2 separate regions of the Mus musculus genome follow, and region 2 is linked to region 1. A link is a contact called in public Hi-C data. All regions are on one chromosome and are shown on one strand. Each heading gives the region's core, a stretch centred on a gene start, on an enhancer-like site or on the middle of the called end of the contact. The rest is flanking DNA. Distances are from core to core; before and after follow the strand shown.

Region 1 (2,700 bases), core at 192-2,691:
CAAAACCAAAAGAAGTCCACCAAGGCTAGCAAAGAGCCTGTCATTCTTTTTACTTCAAAGGGGATGACATTCTTGTACTCTGACTTTAAATCATGAGGTCTCAAGTATTACTTTTGAATAAGAAATAATCAGAAAAATTTAATAAGCAATAGAGTAGGATTAGAGGACTGGCTCTGCAGCTAATAGCACTTTTGCTCTAGCAAAGGAGCTGGGTTCAGTTCCTAGCACTCACACCTCATAAGCGTATGCCAGTCCAGTGTCAGGAGATCAAAGGACTTCTGACTGCCTCAGGCACTAGGTATATACTTGAGGCACACATATAGAAACAGGCAAAACATTCATACATGTAACATAAAACAGATAAATCTAAAAATATTTAAAATAGTAAGCAGTTGTATACAATATTTCTAACAAGTTTCCTTTCTCATTTTTCTATCCATTTCCCATGGCCACTAAGTCAAGAGAGAAAGAAGGGAGAGAAGAAAGATATCAATAATAAATTAAATCAAATAATATGCCCATAGTTAAGGATCAGAGAAGTTGATTTTGAATAAGCAAAACCTTAAAATCATTATATAATAACCATAAGACAGTTATTAGCCACACTCACAAATGAATAATGGTGTTAATTAGACCTTTTTTAAAAAGGCTTAGGCCCATAAAGAGAATCCAAATAGCAGGTCAGAGGATCGTGTACACATAAAATTGGGCAAATAGCTTAAGGAATATATAAGACGGCATTAAAGGCAAGCCGAAAAGCATTATGGTATTCAGAAAGCATCTCCTTCATAGTTCAAATCTTTGTGCCATTTCCCCCCAACAAACTCTTCTCGCTCCCACTGACCAGTTCAAATGTCACCCACTTCAACACCTTCCCTTCAAAATATTCTGCAATCTACTCAGCCAAGCCTTCTTGCCCTTCACCACTAAGCTTCAAACTTCCAATCATTGCTTAAGCTTCCTGTATTGACTTGATTTTACTTTGTAATCGTAAATAATTATATTTATACAGTGCTTATCACATACAAAATGTGTGTGTACCTATAGGTATCAATTAGTAGTTTAATAAGCAAATACATTGTATTTTATTAACTCTATTTTGATAAATACTGTAAGCATATTGTAAGTATGGAATTATTTTATAGATCACAAATATTTCCATGTCATCCCAACAACTCTTTAGAGGTGGACTTCTGGACTTAGGGTGAGGAGTTGGGTGGGTGGGTGGGTAGATAGGTGGGTTGAGACAGAGCTATGGCAGGAAATTGGCATGCTGGAGGTTTCTCCTCAAAGAAAACTTGATTCATCCTGGCTGTCAGACACCCAGGAGCAAAATGACCAGCACGGTTTTCCATGAAGACATCAAAGAGGTGATACAGAACCATCTATCAATAAAACGGTTCACAGCCTACAAATGTACTTTGCTCAGCCAGCCTCCCACTTTGGTACAAGTAGGTCACACAAAGGCAGAGCAAGTTTGTTCCTGAGGCAAAGTTTGCTTGCACAGACGGGCCTCAGGAGCACATTTCCCTAGTACTCACTGTGCTCTGAGCCCCCTGCCTGTTGTCTCGAAGTCCTCGGGTTCTTCCTTCCTTGGGCACAAAGAAATAATAAAAGAGTCCTGAATGTTATCCAGAACCCGCAGAAGCTTACTGACTTTTCAAAACTATAAAAGTTTTAGGGTAGGGAGATGGTTCTAAGGGGAAAGTACTTCACACGCCTGAATCCCTAGAACTCATCAGCAAGTGCAGAACCCGTCCATAATCTCAGTCTCCCTTGGTGAGGTAGGAGGAGAAGGAGGAGACAGATAGCCCTGCGCACTCACCAGCTAACAATAAAGACCCTGTTCCAAACAAGGTGGATGGAGTGGACCCACACCTGAGGCTGTGCTCTGACCCCCACATACACCATAGCAAGAACTCACCCACCCTAGGACCCCTAATACACACACACAGAATCTTTTGAAAACATAAATTTAGCAGACATGGCATGAGAGTCATCCTAGTATCTACCAGCCAGTAGCCGCTGCCCTTCTGAGACCAGCACTAGTCAGTCCTTGCGTTGGTGGTAGAACCCAGGATCCTCTCTGCCCTTGTAGTCATTCTGAAAAAGCCACAAGGCCATGTGATATTTTAAGAACCAATCCAGTAAGGTCATCAAGACTTTGCTACACATAATATACCAATTTCCTGGCTATTATGAAAATTCATTAAGCCATGTGTGACACCATTATTGTCTATGCCATCCACATGCCTACCTCTAGCAGACTGGTAGCAGCCAGAAATCACACAGTTACCCCACTATTCTTGGTTTTATTGCATTGGTGATTCTGATGGTGCATAACTTTGTATTCTGTAGAATATCAAATTATGCCTCACTCTGACTAGGTTCGTAGTCAAGGAATCTACTCCATAGATTTTGAGGATATGGCAAATTTACCCTTGAAATGTCTCTTGCGTCATCGGTGGGATGTGTACATGGATGTAGTACAGTAAGTAGAGCTATTATGTTTATACATGAAAGCACAACCTAGCTGGGGATACAGCATCATTGTAGAGCACTTTTCTAGCATGTGTGAGGCCTCTGGTTCAATCCTCAGCTCTATAAGATAAAATGTATTGAAATAAGGCACCATCCAGGCAGCCAAATATTCACACAAGTCCGTGGGAGAGTGGGAAAATGTTGCAGAGGGTAACTGAG
Region 2 (2,700 bases), core at 65-2,564, 930 kb before region 1:
CCAGTGTTCATTTCCAAACCCAACACTCATTTTATTATCTTGCTTCCTTAGGCTTGCGTTTAAATGGTGTACTAATTAATCTACCACTTCACTGGGAGATAAAAATAAAAGATCAGTTGCTCTCTTACTGTATGGAAGTGTTAATTCACAGTTCTTTTTCTTCCTACAGTAATAAAATATATGATTAGGAATTAGAGAGATGGCCCAATAGTGAAGAGCAGTTGCTGCTCTTCCAGAGGACCCCAGTTTGCTTTCTAGCCCACATTGAGGACCATATGACTGCCTGTAACGCCAACTCTAGAGGACTCAACGATCTCTTTTAGCTTCAGCAGGCACATGTACACACACGTGCATTCATATTTACACTGTCTGTCACACATGTACACATATTATCTTAAGATAAAATAAAATAAGGATATGATCAATTTTTTAAATATTTTTTATTACATATTTTCCTCAATTACATTTCCAATGCTATCCCAAAAGTCCCCCATACCCTCCCCCCCCACTTCCCTACCCACCCATTCAATTTTAAGGAAACATTTACTTTAAAAGATTTTGCTGCATAATGGGCAAGTGAGATAATGGCACTGAGAATTTAGAAGTATCTATGTGTGTGGAAACATGCATTTTGAGGCGATGTATATCACCATTCCATATGACAAGGTGGAGATCTGTTATGCCAGATTGCTCTGAGTGAGTAAATCAGGACTTTGAGGTAAGTCTAATGAGTGAGATGTGTCGGAAACACAAACTCAGTGTACCAATGTCACCTAGACAAACCCAAACAACCTTAATTTACTTCTTTTCCCAGACTTTGGAGGAACAATGTAGACTGTAACTTATTATTGGAAATACTGTGGATGTCTAATAAAAATATCTCAATTGCGGGCATTCTTACTTCAAGAGTTAGATTTTTAGTTTTAGTTTGACATACTCGTCCATTTTCCTGCCATTATACCTTCATGTTTGTTTGGGTTTTTTTTTTTTTTTTTTTTTGAAAACCCATTTGGAGTTTTTAAGTAACATTTGAAATTCTCCCCTCTAATTTTAAAGAGAAAGAACACATAAAGGTCACGGAGTGGCTGAGGAGAATCAAGACTGCTTACTGACTACTGTGAAAATCAGAGCTGAGGTTTCATAGTAGGAAACAAATGAGGGTGTTCATTCTAAATGATGGGCATCCCTGTCAGTAGCCAAAAGCCCAAGAATATCTCCCACGCTGTGCCACGTCAGCACCAGGGTAACCCAGTAAACAGGGTCCTTTGAACCTTTTCACACTGAGTTGTTGTCAAAAAGCTACACGTGTCAAGGGTAGCAAGCAGGTCCAGGCCAGCACTGTCACAAGCATGGAACATCTTTCCAATTTCTGATCTGTTGAGAGGTAGATTATAGAATATGCTAGAAATCCTGACGCTTCACCTCCAGGGCACAATGTCACTTGCTGCTTCACCCAGAGTCCTCCTTGGTTGCCTTTGCAAGGAGAGGAAAATTTCTACCCACACAGCCCTAAGATGCTGACATCCCATGTTTACAGGGATTGTTTGTTTAGAAAATTAATCAGTTACGGTTTTAAACTTTAATTAAAGAACGTTTTCCGGTGTTATAGCAAAACAGACAAGTGCCCATAAAACGTATATTTGACTGCTGTTGTGTGTTGTTTTTGGATCACAACACAGTCTTGAGATCAACCATGCATGATATTTTTGTGAACTATTCTTTTAACGGAACAACCTTCACATAAATTAGGTTCATTAAAAAATATCCATCAAAATAAAAGTCATGCTGAGAAACCGTTGGCTGGAATTTCCTTTTCCTATCTAATCAACAACAAAATACTTTGTACTCCTTCTGTAAATAATACTAGGGAGAGAAGTGAGCCGGCACTCCATTGTGCAATAGGCTGTTCCTGCCAGGGAGCCACAAGTAACTTCATTGGAAGGCACACATTTTGCGTACATTTTGGTCAAGAGAGAATCACTGGTTCAGTGAGCATGGGCATGCTGGAGAGATTTTAGATCCAGATGGCGATACATGCTCAGCATATTTTTAAGTTTTCCCTTGTGTTTTTACATTTCTATTTCTTGTTTATTTGGATCTTGATGATAAAAGAAACATGCTTCTTAGGTAAAAGTGACAAAAGATTCACACACATCAAATGTTCTTAATAATTGCCTTAATAAACAAAAGATTGTTACCAGGACATGTATCTCTAATTTTGCCAAGGTATCCATCAGAAATATTTGTACATGTATTATCATAAATCCAGTAGAAGATGCCAACTAGGGCATTAAATGTTTATAAATCTTACCCTCTGAGGACTCAAAATGAATTTACAAAAACAAATGAAAAATAGCAAAAGATAATCTTTCTCTTTTTTTTTTCAATTTTGTTTTTCTGTGAAGAAAATTGAAAATTCCACTAAGCAATGAATACAGAGAAAAGCATTTCATATCAAAATTAAAAGAATATATGAAATTTACACAATAAAATAATTTACAAATAGAATATATAAGATTTTCCATATTTCAAAGCAAGAAGATTTATAATACCATATATACAACAATAAAATAAAGATAAAATACTGTAAGTTTGGGGTGTTTGGTTTGTTTGTTTGGTTGGTTGGTTGGTTTTTGGTTTTTGTTCTTTTTAGTATATACCTTGGGAACTATACTTTCTATCAGAATATAGTGAGGATTT

What was found. A called contact is a pair of places that touch in the nucleus more often than the background predicts.
Region 2: a Hi-C map of liver shows a contact between it and region 1, with 4 times the contacts expected there. The contact joins two enhancer-like sites. A contact is called at or near these places in 1 of 484 Hi-C or Micro-C datasets (liver) and 1 of 9 other capture datasets (embryonic stem cells).

The regions. Positions count from the first base shown.
Region 1 is chr7:70,534,997-70,537,696 of GRCm38.p6, reverse strand. The region is part of intron 4 of Gm44812; the gene reads right to left. Among named protein-coding and RNA genes, the nearest start is that of Gm35842, 11 kb to the left of the region's middle. Within about 2 kb of position 1,441, at least 3 of the 459 cell types and tissues checked have an H3K27ac peak or open chromatin away from gene starts, as enhancers often do. A contact at or near this core is called in liver, where this site is marked.
Region 2 is chr7:71,466,740-71,469,439 of GRCm38.p6, reverse strand. No RefSeq gene overlaps it. Among named protein-coding and RNA genes, the nearest start is that of Gm36260, 88 kb to the right of the region's middle. Within about 2 kb of position 1,314, at least 6 of the 459 cell types and tissues checked have an H3K27ac peak or open chromatin away from gene starts, as enhancers often do. A contact at or near this core is called in liver, where this site is marked.